2 separate regions of the Sus scrofa genome follow, and region 1 is linked to region 2. Evidence: chromatin contacts called from public Hi-C data. All regions are on one chromosome and are shown on one strand. Each heading gives the region's core, a stretch centred on a gene start, on an enhancer-like site or on the middle of the called end of the contact. The rest is flanking DNA. Distances are from core to core; before and after follow the strand shown.

Region 1 (7,454 bases), core at 4,016-6,515, 58 kb after region 2:
AGCAGAAAAGAATCCAACCAGTATCCATGAGGATGCCAGTTTGATCCCTGGCCTCAATCAGTAGGTCAGGGATCCGACGTTGCCATGAGCTGTGGTGTAGGTTGCAGATATGGCTCGGATCCTGCATTGCTGTGGCTGTGGTGTAGGCTGGCAGCTACAGCTCTGATTCGACCCCTAGCCTGGGAACTTCCATGTGCCATGGGTGCGGCCCTAAAAATAAATACATGAATAAATAAATAAATAAAAAGTAACCTTTAAAATTAAATAAAAATCAAAGATTAAAAAAAGAAAAAAGAAACAGAAAGATAAAATGAGGTCATATGGTGGGCCTTGATCCAATAGGATTACAACATTGTAAGAAGAGGAGGTCAGTATACAGACACACAGAGAGAGGACCATGGAGATAGTTGGTCCATCATCCCCATGCCAGGAGAGAGGCTTCAGAAAACAACCAATCCTGCCGACACCTTGATCTTTGACCTCTAGCCTCCAGAATCATGAAAAAATAAACTTCTGTTGTTTAAGCCACCTAGTTTGTGGTACTTTCTTAGGGCAGCTCTAGCAAACACACACAGCTTCCTAACTCTTCTTAAGAGAAATTCTATTAAAACAATTTTTTTCCTACCAAAAAACCCAACTATTTTTTTACTTATAAAAATAACAGTGAGTTCTTGTCATGGCTCAGAGGAATCAAATCTGACTAGTATTCATGAGGACGCAGGTTCGATCCCTGGCCTTGCTCAGTGGGTTAAGTATCCAGTGTTGCTGTGAGCTTCGGTGTAGGTCACAGATGCAGCTCAGATCCCGTGTTGCTGTGGCTGTCGTAGGCTGGCAGCCATAGCTCCGATCCAACGCCTAGCCTGGGAACCTCCATATGCCTCGGGTGCAGCCCTAAAAAGACAAAAAACAAAGCAAAAATTGCCCCCACCATGGCCTTTTATTCCAGTGGAGTTATATCCACAGAATAGGCAGCTGTAGATGCAGAGAAACGGGACTGCTATGAAGGCTTAGGACTCAGGAGCTGAGTCATCTTCAGCATGACCTTGACGTTTGTGGGCCTCAGCATAACCTCATATTTGAATAACGGTAAAGAGTCCTGTCATTAGTAATACCCACCTTTGGGAGGATTTTGAGCCTTCAGAGGCAGTGGTTGAACCCTATTAGCCCAGGGCCTGGGCAAGCTGATCTCCACCCTGTCAGATAAAGTGGGTTGTGAGCAACCATACACCTTTTAAAAAGAGAACTTAGTGCTCAGAGCTTTTTGCTTGAGGGCAAACTTGCTTTGCCCGCGGAATGTTTTTTAGAACTTCAAATTAGTTGTCAATATTTTTAAAATTAGGAGATGCTACACGAGCTCTGAATTTCTGGCTTTCTGGTTGGGTTCTGACGGAGACACCAAGCACTGCCCAGATGCCCAGCTCATTCAGGTCTCTGGCCACAGAGCTCATCTGTGTCACCTGAAGGCTCTGTAGCATTGAATTTGTAAACCTAACCCTTAATGTAGAAACTAATTTTCTTTCTTTTTTTTTGGTTTTTTTTTTTTTTTTTTTTTTTTGGTCTTTTTAGAGCCGCACCTGCAGCATATGAAAGTTCCTAGGCTAGAGGTCAGACTGGAGCTACAGCTGCTGGTCTATACCTCAGCCATAGCAAGGCCAGATCTGAGCCACGTCTGTGACCTACATGGCAGCTCACAGTAACACTGGTTCCTAAACCCACTGAGCAAAGCCAGGGATCACACCCACATCCTTATGGATACTAGTCGGGTTCTTAACCCACTGAGCCACAACAGGAACTCCTGTAGAAACTAATTTTTATAAATAAAATACTCACACATATGTATACATATGCACAGAAATATGTGGGTGTGTGTGTCTAAGGCTCATGCCTCATGACTTCATTGTTTTCACACCTTTTCCTTTTTAAAAAATCCACTGTGACTCAGAACACCTACTTTTGATTCAACACATTGAAATCTAAAAACTCTATCACCCCATACGTCCTAGAAATGTAAGTGAAATGTTACAGTTCCCCTAATCTGACCTCTTATTTTATACATGTGATCACAGAGCTAGTGTAGAGCCAACAATTTAGCTTCAGAAGAGGCATCAGAAATTATTCGGTCTTCATAGACCCTTACTTTGCTAGAAACCTCATTTAGGAAAGGTTTTTGTTATCTGATTCAGTTTTTATAAGAAATAAAAGAGAAAGAATCAAAGAAACTCAAACATTTAATTAGTCATGTTAATTTTCTTTCTTTTCCTCCCCCAAATCCCCAAGTATCACAAAAATGCTCCTAGATACTCCAAAAACAGGTTTACCTCCCCCTAGCCCTGAGAACCTCTGTGCTGTCTTGTATTAGTTGCTAGGTAACTGAAGAAGATTTATGCACATCTATTGTTAATTTTGAAGACAATTTTCAGCTCTGCCATAAACAGCGCGAGAAGCAGACACCACACTTGCTTAAGAGAAACTCCTCTCACCTTCTCTAAGCCACTGCATTCCAGAGCACATCTACAAGGTCCAAAATATTCTGGTAAATCTCCAGCTGTCTGCAAAAGTGGTTCAGCAAATCTGAGACGGGTGGGCCCATCTCCAGTGCCCTCTTGTGCCAGACCCATTGGAAGTTTTATTTAAAGACCATAACCATTGTCTGCCCTCTTCGTTAGCCCGCGTGAAATCTAATCTTGTGCTTAGATTCCCTCGCCTCCTTCAACCCTGTTCTTCCCTGCAGCACCATAACTTCATCTTGGAATGGAAAACTTTGTATTGCAGAAGCATCTGCAAAATTATTCTCAAGCCAATGGTTTCATTACCTTCTTAAAGACTCTTGTTAAGCACAAGTACAATTTATACTGGTTTGGGTCACAGGTATGGCTTTTATTGGTAAAGGGATGAGGGGACTCAGCTTATGCGATGGCCCCCCGAACCAAAGTTTTATAGAGAGATCATCGTTATAATGATCCTGTGTATTTGGGAAGCAGTTCATGTTTTACTAGAAACTTCCCTGGACATCCTACCAGTTGATTCTCACCAAAATGCCACCAGAGGCAGGGTCCCTGGCATTGCCACTCCTGGCTTAGATGACTTGCAGGGTTCAACAGTCAGCCAACTGATGATCCAGCTTTGTTGTATACTAATTTATCTGCCTCATAGGCGCCAAAGAGGTGTCTCCAAAACAGAAAACTCAAGTTCCCATTGGGGCTCAGCAGTAATGAACCCAGCTGGTATCCATGAGGACAGGAGTTTTATTTCTGGCTTCACTCAGTGGGTTAAGAATCTGGCATTGCCATGAACTGTGGTATAGGTTGCACATGCAGCTTGGATCTGGCGTGGCTATGGTGTACGCCGGCAGCTGCAGCTCTGATTTGACCCCTAACCTGGGAACTTCCATATGCCACAGGTATGGTACGGCCCTAAAAAGACAAAAAACCAAAACTAAAACAAAACAAAACGAAAAAAAAACAGAGACAAGAATATGCCAATTAATTGAAACCAGCTAGTGACATTTCATCACTTACAGGATCCAAGTTCACATTCCTTAGCATGGAAGCTGAGGGCTTCCATCCCTGCTGGCTACCTCTTCATCATTTCCCATCAGGTTCGCTTCAGGTTTTGCATCCCACCAGCACTGCCTTCAGTCCAGTGCTCTGTATGTCCCACCATTTCTTGCCCTGGGGGCTTTGGTCATACTGTTTATTCTGCTTCCAAATCACACATTCCCACCATTAAATTCTTGCAGTCTCTCCATTGGGAAGCTTTCTCTGACACCCCTTCCCCACTTCACCCCTGCTGAGCTAGATGCCCCTCCTCTGGGCTCCCAGAATACTCAATGTATAGCTCTGTCAGCACATCTGTGGAATTGTTCTATCATGCTTTGCTCATCTGTCTGTCTCCCTCACTACCTGCTTGAGTTTTTTTCAAGGCAGTGTCTATATATTCTCTCCCTCCTTTTGATATGCCCCAGAACACACTACTCAGCCCATCTTGATCCCCAGTTTGCGGAAGGGAAGGCACAGAGAAAACAGAGAAAGCAATTGTAACAGGGAGGCCGGTACCACCATCAGCCTGAATCACAGAGAAGGCAACCCTGGCTCTGAAACCCCAGGCAACGCGTTATCAAATGGAAGATCTGGAATGTGAACAGGAAGAAGGATCCTTAGAGATAACCCAAACTATCCTTTAATATAGTGGAAAGAGCTCCTGCTTGCATACTTCCAAGGATGGGGCACTCACTGCCTCCCCCGGCTGCTATTCCCTTTGTTGATCAGCTAGCCTGTGAGACCGTTTTTCCCTTGGGTGATGCTGAAACCAGTTTCCCCATGATGTGCATCAGCCAGATTCTGCTTTTGTCTTCTGCTCTTAGACATTTCCTCTTGGCAGACAGAAACCTCAGACTTCCCGCTGCATGGATGAGACACCCTCGAGTTGTTCCTGCCTCCCTCGATCATCATCAAAAATGCAAAATTACCAGATTCCTGGCCTGAACACAGGCGCTTTCCATGCACTTTCTAACCCAAACCTCCCTGAGACGCAGTTGAAAACCCCGTCCAAGATCACACAGCTAGAAAGTCACAGATCATGCCTAGACCCCAAGGGATCCATTTCACATTCATGGATTTAACTACCTCACTCTCGCCTGTCTGAGTGCTTCAGCCATTGACAGTGAAAAGCTAAGCTGATTAAAGGTACAGAATTTGCACACCCTCTCTTCCCCACCCTTTCCTCTAATAGAGCTTTATGGGGATATCTCTCCTCTGAGCTTTGTTTTTAAAGATAAATTTATTTCTTATCGTTCCTCCTTCCCCAGCCCCATCTGAGGAAAAAGATGTCTGGGTTGCTGGCTCTGCAAATGTCCTGTGATTCACTGGTGCTGCACCAAGATGAGCCAACTCATTAGTTTCAAAGTCTCAAATTAATCTTACATTACTGTTCCTGAAGGTGAAAGGTCATTTTTTATCTTCTTAGCTGTATCCACCCGCTCTGGGAAGAAATTGGATCTTTCTGCAGGCAGAGACCCCACCCCTAATGGACCAGCTGTTGATGTTTCTCTTCTTTGTCCTGAGCGAGACTACATAGAGAGCCAGGATTGCTTGAAAAACCCAGAGGTGGTTGTTTTTAAAGCAGGAGGGTTTTGCAAATTGTAGGGCAGAGAAATGAGGAAGAGGCTGGCAACGGGAGTGTTGAAAAAAGCTAGAGACTGACACAGAAGACTCTGCCAGAAGGAAGCCTGTGGCAACTGGAAGGAAAGTCCCTTCTCCCAACTCCAGCTTTGCAGCTCCCTCCTCCGGCGCCTCCTAGTGGCAGAACATAGCATGGCACCAGCTGGCTGGCAGAAATGGCAGTTCTAGCGACCATATCACCAAACTGCAGAGACTTTGAAGCTTCAAGACAACAGTTTAATAACCGGCACCAGCCATCATACCTACAGCAAACTCTGTTATGAATTTGATTGGGCTTGGGGGCGGGAGGGGCAGGGGTGGAGGTCCTGGTAGGGTGGGAGTGCTTCATGGAATGGTCCTAGCTCAATCCTGATAACCTCCCAAATCACAAGGGGCACTGCCCCTCCAGAATGAGACATGGTTCCCAGGTTGGGCTGTCTCAGTTACAGTGAAATTCCTCCTGGATAGCCCTAACTGGATCAAAGCTGCATTGAGGAGGGGAAGAAAGCTGCATTGAACGCTGCCTGCTTGTGTTCACAAGAGCTATTGTCTTACCCTTAACCTTGTAATCAGAGCGAATGCATGGACCAGTGTTTGCTTTCCCCGACCTGGACCTTCTTCTAAACATTTTCTCCCAAACATTTTCTCCCAACCCCATGGGGAAGTTTGGTATTGAAAGGAGGGTTGAAGGGGGTGGAGTGCAGCTCGAGGAGTAATGGGAGTAGAGAAAGCATAGCCTTCCCTTTACATAGTGAAGTGCATCTCCATGATAGAAGCCTTGGAGAAAGCATGGACTGTCCTGTAGCTTTGGGGTAGGATACCATCTGAAGGAGACAGAAATTAGGTTTTTTTATTTTCCAGTGTATTAGGCATCAAAAATACCCCAGGAATATCTTGGAGCCAAACGCCATTCCTTAAAGATAGCAGAACTAAAGAGAGCAGGGAAAAGGTCAAGGTAGAAGGTGAGATTTTGAGGAAGGAAGCAAACCATAACCACTAGAGTTTTTAATTCATCTTAATTTTAACTGATATTTAGCAAGAATTGAATGACCCCATGAAACCAGGCCATGGTGGTAATATTTATTGCATGTCATGCTTCCAATTTGGTTTAATTCTCCCTCAAAGACAGAGAGGCAGCAGGGCATGAACCCGCTAGAGATTAGAGCCCCATGAGTGCAATTGAGGAGCAGGGCTGGCAAGAAAGAATGGCTCTAAATCAGGTCCAGGTGTGGAAGCAGCAATTATTCCAGCTACTGCTTTTTACCTCCAGTTAAGCTGGCATCATGGGGAAGGAGGGCAAGTTGCCAAGTAGTAGCCTGCCCATGGTCTGAAGCCATTTTCCCCATTCCAGCCTGGAAGGGGACAGAAGTGAGGAACGAGATCATATCAACCTGGGTGGCTCACCAAATGCTGTGTCCTGGGTCTCCATCCCCTGGCCAACTGATTTTTTAGTTTGAGTTGACTTTCACCCTACACAGACAGGTGTAGACATGAATAAGGCTGGTTCCTGGCTTAATATGGAGCAATGGACACAGGTTTCTACAGACCCTTCAGGGATGGGGTATTGAGAGTCAGTAACTCTGTTTGCCCAGCATCCTTTCTACCTTCTTCTGGCCACAGTAGCATGATTTTCTCATGGTGGACCACCACTTCTTCACTTTCAGCAAATTAAATCTTGGTTCTAGATTCTTCTTTTTCCAACTTTACCCAGCACTAGGATTAGACATAATTCTGGCCAACTGAAATCAACCCTCAGATTTTTTTTAGATTTTTGCTGGAACCCTCAGGAAGGAAAATGTTTCTTCTGGGGGCAGTTGCTGGGAGAATAGCTTTTGCATCCCTCAGCTATGGTTACAAATCTGCATCACAGACCCTCTCATGGCCCAGGTGTCCCGGGTAGCACAACAGTAAGTGTTGATTGTCACACTGACAGGTCTGCAGGTTGGCTGGCATGCTTCCACTTCCAGCTCATGTCTGTGGTCAGTGAGCCAGCTCTGCCCTAAAAGTCTTATTTTTCCTTCCAGGACCCTCTGGCTAACTGGGGCATGTTCTCATGGTGGTTCCAGAAGAACAAGAGAAAGGCAAATGAAAGCAGGCAGTTTTTTTTAAGGGTGAGACTTGGAACTGATGCACTGTCATTTCCAAGCATATTCTTTTGGCCAAAAGAGATCATATAGTTACACCCAACATCAGGAGTGGGTGCAAAGTCAGTGGCATGTAGGAAGGGTGCTAGATTGGGAAACTTCTTGCCATCAATCCCACAGCATAAGCTGCCTTCCCTGGTGGCCACTTTAC
Region 2 (7,345 bases), core at 815-3,314:
TCAGTTTTCTTAACTGAATGTACCAGATACTCTCCAAGAGTCTTCCGAAGTCTAAGATTCTGTAAGTCAAACAGGAAAGGTCGTTAACTCTAAGATAAAGTAAGTAAAATTTGTTTCTCAAGAACTGAGCAATTGGAGGAGTTCTTGTTGTGGCTTAGCAGTACCAAATCCAACTAGTATCCATGAGGATGCAGGTTTGATCCCTGGCCTTGCTCATTGGGTTAGGGATCTGGCATTGCCATGAGTTATGGTGTAGGTCTCAGATGTGGCTTGGATCCTGCGTTGCTGTGGATGTGGTGTAGGCTGGACGCTGCAGCTACAATTCAACCCCTAGCCTGGAAACTTCCAAATGCCGCAGGTACGACCCTAGAACGAAAAAAAATAAATCAAAAAAACAAAAAGAGGAGTTCCCATTGTGGCTCAGTGGTTAACAAATCCGACTAGGAACCATGAGGTTGCGGGTTTGATCCCTGGCCTTGCTCAGTGGGTTAAGGATCTGGCGTTGCCGTGAACTGTGGTGTAGGTCACAGACGTGGCTCGGATCCCGCGTTGCTGTGGCTCTGGCATAGGCCGGTGGCTACAGCTCCGATTTGACCCCTAGCCTGGGAACCTCCACATGCCGCAGGAGTGGCCTTAGAAATGGCAAAAAGACAAAAAGACAAAAAAAAAAAAAAAAAAAGAAAAAAAAGAATTGAGCTATCAGGTCTTTGAAGAAGAGAAATCTTGCTTCTAAAAATTTCTCAAAGTATGCTTGAAAGATGAACATATACAGGAAAAACTTTCAGTGAGCCAAACTATAGTCTCAGAGAGCAGAGTGGCACTTGCTATTTAACAACTAATGACTTCTGAATAGGAGAAACACGGTAATAGGCAGCTTTGGGCAGTAGGTCTCTGAAGCATGGGCACCAGCGTCTTAGGTGGTAACCAGCCAATCTCGGCACCTGAGAGGCCACAGCACACTAGCGGGGCAAGCTGACCAATGCTTCACTCTGGGGACTGTTTTGAGAGAAAAGGTGGTTTTCAGGCTAGCCCATCTTGAGAGCAAGCCAGAAACTCAAGGCACTGTCACCATCCTAGGCCTCCAATGTGATGACACGCCATTCACTTCATGGCAAACTGAAGACGTTGACAACATTTCAACATGCCCCCTCCCAATGTGATTTGGTTAAAAAGATTCAAATGTCTCAAGGTCATCCTTAGACCTGCTATATAGCAGAAAGACCTCTACCCAGTATTCTGTGGTCGTCTATGTGGGAAAAGAATCTGAGCGAGAATAGATATATGTATGACTGGGTCACTTTGCTATACAGCAGAAATTATCACAACCTTATAAATTAACTATATTTCAATAAAACTTTTTAAAAGAAAAAAGAGAAAAAGATTGTCCTTATACAAGTTTAATAAGAGACGAGACCTAACATTGATGGCACATCTGCTAAGCACACTGCATAGATTGTCCTGTTTCATTTTCACAAGTGTACTCTCATCAGGGCCGTGAATATCAACATGAAAACTCTTCAAGGCCAGGCCAAGTTCTTGGACCAGGGTCAATCTTGCAAATTGCTGCATCACCAATCTAATCAACAGCCAGGTCCTGAGCGCCTTGTCTGCAAACACAAACCTCAAAGTACAACAATGGACCCTAAGCCCAGCCCGACAAATAGTCATTATTTCTTGTTATACAGTAGGTTCCGGAGGTAAAAGGATGCCGCTCTTTTCAGATAAGATGTTGCCTAAAGGAAATCTCCTCAGTGTTCCATCAGACATGCAGAGATCTTGGGGAAGTTGTTTTATTATCTGTGGTGACCCAGGAAAGCTGGGAACATAAAAGCTGCCAGCAGCTGGTTTAACTTCAGCCATGCATTTCTCAACATGGTTCCCCCATGTTTTTGAAATGACAATGTACGTAACGACCTTGCCTGAACTTCATATTTCCTTTCTCAGCTCTCCTCCTGAATCTCTTCCAGTGGCCTGGCCAAATTCCAAAAGCAAACACTATCCTCATATGTTCCAGTCTCCTGATTAACTTGTACAGCAGTCACTTCTGATTCACTGTCATGCCTTCATTTTGTGAAAATCAGTTCATCAGGACAAACAGTGACCAGCCCATTTCTGGCCTGCGCCTCCACTGCCCCCCTCCCTGCAAAAAAAGAGGCACTGGATTAGAGATTCAGGCCAAAATATGCCCCGATTTTTACGAAAGCAACTCTCCAGAGGGGAAGTGTGTGTTTCTGGAAGCATTTCGAGCCTCTCTCTGAAGTGACAAAGAGATGGCTTGTTACCAAAAGCCCGTGAGAATGTAATGGAAAAGACACTGATAAAAATCATGTTCAAGTGTCTGAGAAAGACAAAAAAAAAAAAAGCCAAACTATTTGCTCCTAATCACTCTCAGAGAAGCTCTACTAGGTCCTATCATGCTTCCTTGGGAGGAAACAAGCAAGAGGAAGAAAAACCAGAAATCTCATGTCCTAAATCAACAACATTCCACTTGAGCATTTCTAGCTTATGAACAAGTGAATGTATCCTAGTGGCTCCATCTTTTCTTCCTCATCCCAATTAGGCCATCCTTTGATGCTCAAGCTATGATAAATGTACACGGAAGTGAAAAGAAGGCTCTTCTCCACATGGGTTTTGACAAAAAGAACACCACCACAATGTGAGCCCTCATTTCTAGCCAACCAATGAAGAGAGCAGAGTGGAATATAGGAACGAGAGCTATTTTCAAGGTTTCCCATGGTTACAGCTGCTATGGAAATCATTTTCTTCTCTGGGGTTTTCAGATATGTGAGCCCAGCCTTCACTCATGGTTTAAAGAAGGACAACAAAGGGAGAACACGAACAGAAATTGCTTCTGTTATTTAAAGTTTTAAAAGCTTCCAAATTAGGTAGGGTGGATGAAAGATGGGTGCTGGCACTGATGGTTGTGATAACCTCAAAGGACTCCGCCAGAGTTGCCTGACATGGAACAAGATCAATCCCTAGGGTCTGGAAAGAAACCTGTGCTTGCTGGACCTGCACATATACAGATTGCTCTTTTAAAGCACAAATCCAATCTTAACTTCTCTGTGTAAAATTATTCAATGGCCTCCCACTACTCATGATAAAATCCTCGATTCTCATGAAGGTCTGGTCCAGGCATTCTTCCTTCCACTTCATCAGTCTCTGCCTTGTCTCCTGCACATCAGCTGTACTGGTTTTCTATCCATCAAATATGTCACATTCCTTCCTGCCTCAGGGCTTTTGCACATGCAGTTCTCTCTGCCCAGGATGCTCTCACCCCCTCACCCACCTATCACTTAGTTATCTTTCAGACTAAATGATAAAATGTCTCTTACTCCAGTCCCTGAAGCTTGGACAGGCCATCCTATCCTTCTCTGTAGAGCACTTGCTGCAATTAAATCTATAATTTGATGCTTCATGAGCACAAAGAAGTAGAGTAGAAGTTTCATGAGGGCAGGGTATGCTTTACCCTGCTGTACATGGGCCTGGGTTCAGTGCCCTACACATGGTTAGCACTCAATATTTAATGGATAAATGATTTAACGGAATGTTACAGGCAGATTCTAATTGTGTCTACCCAATATCAAGGCATAGTATTTTTCTAAGGTCCAAATATCCCATCTTTAGCAGATTTACAGGAGTTTCCTAATTATGGACAGGAAATATTATGTATCAACTGTACCTCAATAAGCTAGAAAAAATATGGACTGGAGTTAACATCTTAGACGGGGCTTAGGTTTTGAGGTCAGCAAACAAAGTCAGATCAAAGAGAATAGGGTTTCTCAACTGGGGGTGATCTGCCCCCAGGGCACATGTGACAATGCCCAATGATATTCTGGGTTGTTACAATGAGTATCTGACAGGCAGAGGTCAGGGATTGCTGCTAAATATCCTACAAGGCAGAAGACAGCTCGCCACAAAAAAATAATCATTCAGTTCAAAATATCAGTGGTACCGAGGTTAAGATAAAGTGATACAGAGTACAATTACTCTTCCTAACACATTTGAGAAAGGTGCTATCATGGAAAATGGTAACCATCTCTCCTGGTTTATCCCAGCCAACCACTTTTCCTCCAGTGTTGACAGAGAATGCTGCTGCTTCATTTGAGGGCCTGAGAAAGTTACGGGCTTGCACCAAAGCACCATAGTGCATTAAAAAGTGGTCTCTTTAAATACTACCATCTCACTCACATGGCAAAAAGCCCACCATGGGAGGCACTTAGAAGCTGGAACCAACAAGAACCAGGAGATTCATGTCCTTCCTCTTCAGTTCATGCTGGGATTAGGCACCATGTATAGAATGACAAGCAAACTGTCCATACATCTAAATTCCTTCTCTTTCACTCTGTCTTTCCCACAAAGATATGTTGGTCCAACAGAAACTCACCTGCCACAGTTCTGCCAAAAGGGTGAGGCTTATGCCACAGCCACGACAACAATGGACCGGAGCCACATCTGTAACCTCTATATAGCACAGCTTGCAGCCATACCAGGTCCTTCACCAACTGAGCCACAATGGAAACTCCAGGATGGCAATGAATCTTGTTCAACAACCACAATTCCTAACTTCCCATGTAAGAAGTGATGGTCATGTGATGTGCACAGAAGTCATGGGTGGACCTTCCATGAAAGGAGGCTACTTCATTTGAAATAACACTTTTCCTCCTCCCCTCCCCTGTCTTCCTCCCTTGAATATGGTCATTGTTCAGGGTGGGGATTGGGGGGCGGGGCAAGAAAAGCCATCAGGTTCTCTTGAGGACAAGAGTACATGCTAAGGGTGGATGCCCTGGAGAAGAGAAGCATATGTCTTGGGTCACAGCACTGAGCTGGCATCCTACCCCTGAAGGCCCCAACTCAGTATTCCTCACCATGTATTAAAAATAAAACTCCTAATTCACTTATGCTGACTTTTGTTTTGGTGGGGTGGAGGGGAGGTGTCTGTGTTATTCCCAGGCAAATGCAATTCTTTACCCATGCCTATACTTTTCTTAACTTGAGGTACAATATCTGTACCTTCTCCTGGTGATGTTGCTCCCATGGCTTTAATTACCCAACCTCAATTACCTAAATACAAGTGACTGATAATATCTTTATCTGAAGCCCCAACCATATTCTTAAGCCTGCATCTAGGATAAGCCTCCAGAACAACTCCATGAGAATCTCCCCCGAGCCACTCACCCCCATCTCATCAGAACTTAGAACTACTCCTCTCCCCCTCGCCCCCCACCCAGTTCTGTGCTCTTCCCCTTCCTGGCATCCCTGTTTCAGGTATTCAGCATTGCCCAGCCTCCAAATGCAGAAATCTTTTGTTTTTTTTCCAATCCCTCAATTTCAAGTCAGTCACTCAGTCTGAAGGACTGACTTTTTTTTTTTAATTTAAGGGCCACACCCACAGCATATGGAAGTTCCCAGGGTAGGGATGGAATCTAAGCCTTAGCTGCCAGCCTATGCCACAGCCACACAGGATCTTAGCTGCATCTGTGACCTACATCACAGCTCAGGGCAACGCTGGATCCCCTACCTACTGAGCGAGGCCAGGGATCAAACCTGCATCCTCATGGATACTAGTTAGATTTATTCCTGCTGTGTCACTATGGGAACTCCAGGATTGGCTCAAAGATTCAAGCCCACACTGTCTTCATTCAGACTACAAGAGGAGTTGACGGGTCAGGAGAAAAGATTAGATCCTTCCAAAGGCCTGTTTAATGCTTTATCTTCCACCAAGAGCTCCGTCATCCTCATTTTCTGGAGCTGACAGGATGCTGTAGGCAGGACTTTCCATGAAGAGCATCCTAATTGCCATGTTTCAGCCTCTATAGTTAAAGCAAATTAGGTAGTGAGCATCATTAACCAGTCCACTGAGGCTGGTATATTTTTCTACTTGGAATTCCTTAGGTAACTGATGGTAGCATCAAAATGTGTGCACGTGTTCAGGGGACTATTTCAGAAGCACAGACTTAACCCCCAACCTTCACAGGAAGCATCCATCTAACTGGTAAATTGCCTCTGTAGTTTAGAGATAGAGCTTTTCTGTTTACTAATTTATATTCCGCTCCACACCAGGATGAAATAAAAATTCAATAGGCTTATTAGAGGTCCACCAGGGATAGCCAGCAAGAGTACCACTAATGGTGCAGTTTATGAGGCAACGAGGAGGGCCTACCACCATCTTCCTCAAACACCAGCCAGCTCCTGGCACTGGACCCACATTGGGGAATAACATCAATTCATCTTAGCTGATTTCCTCTGTGATAACTTCATGACTATTTATGGGAAGCTTCAAAGGCTAAGAAATGCTAAACAAACAAGGAGATAAGTTGCCGAAATGTTAAACATCTGCCCTGGCTGACCTCACCAGATTTTGCTGGGGGAATTCTTCTAAGTCCACGTAGATTATCACTGGAAACCAAATGCAGTGATAACATCTTCAAAAAAAAAAAAAAATCATCCTAGGCCAGACAGATGAAGCCTATAAACCAACACAGGATTATTTTTAGAATGTCAGCTCCTGAGAAGCTAAAAAAAAAAAGAATGTGATTATAAAGTGAGAAAAATTAAAACTTAGTCTCGCTTTCTTTAGAAACTATCTTGACCTTTTCCATCCCAGTCTGAGAAATTTGGGAGTTAAAAAAATCTAATTAAAAAAAGCACCGCTGTTATTTCAGTTAAAGTGAAAGTAATATCCTTTTAAATCTTTTAGGTGAACACATTTCATTTTTTAGAGATAATCTTTCATAATAGTCTAAATTGGATGTCTAACAGCAAATTTTTCCTTTTCAAGTGGATGATGTTAAAATGACTCTCTGAAATATCTTTTTTTTTTTTTCCTTTAAATTTTAGGTAGTGAGGTGTGAATGCCAGGCCAAGAGAAAAAATACGGTTTTGAAGAAACAAAATAGGCAGACCTCTTTTCATAGACTCTATCTACCATGGCAGGAAACAAAAATCAAAAGAGAACTAATTGTGCAGTGAATGAGTCAACAGATTAAAAAGAGGTTCTACGTTTATTAGGCATCATCATTAAAAAGCTTTCCCTGTGCAATTAGATGTTTAGCTCCAAGGAGTAGCCATTACCAGATAATATTAAAGACAGGCACTCAATAATGAGAACCAACAAATAGTTCTGAGCCTAGAGGCTTAAAAACAACAAAAATTAACATTTATTAAATACTTCTATTAGTCAGGTGTGGTAATTAGCCTTTATGGAAGAATTTAATTTCACATGTGCCAGGTACTTTTCTAAGCTCATTAATGTATGATCTCATTTAATCCTCACACAACTCCATACACCTCAAAAAATTCCTCTTAGTTAAAGCCTGTAACGGTCCTCATGTACAGGTGAAGC

What was found. A called contact is a pair of places that touch in the nucleus more often than the background predicts.
Region 1: a Hi-C map of skeletal muscle shows a contact between it and region 2, with 4 times the contacts expected there. The contact joins two enhancer-like sites. A contact is called at or near these places in 16 of 47 Hi-C or Micro-C datasets (adipose tissue, alveolar macrophages, brain and 8 more) and 1 of 2 datasets of contacts at active chromatin or transcription factors (skeletal muscle).

The regions. Positions count from the first base shown.
Region 1 is chr13:45,985,281-45,992,734 of Sscrofa11.1, forward strand. The region is part of intron 1 of LOC110256262 (a long non-coding RNA gene); the gene reads right to left. Among named protein-coding and RNA genes, the nearest start is that of PRICKLE2, 21 kb to the left of the region's middle. Within about 2 kb of position 5,266, at least 8 of the 83 cell types and tissues checked have an H3K27ac peak or open chromatin away from gene starts, as enhancers often do. A contact at or near this core is called in adipose tissue, skeletal muscle and subcutaneous adipose tissue, where this site is marked.
Region 2 is chr13:45,930,312-45,937,656 of Sscrofa11.1, forward strand. The region is part of intron 2 of PRICKLE2 (prickle-like protein 2); the gene reads right to left. Among named protein-coding and RNA genes, the nearest start is that of PRICKLE2, 34 kb to the right of the region's middle. Within about 2 kb of position 2,065, at least 12 of the 83 cell types and tissues checked have an H3K27ac peak or open chromatin away from gene starts, as enhancers often do. A contact at or near this core is called in adipose tissue, skeletal muscle and subcutaneous adipose tissue, where this site is marked.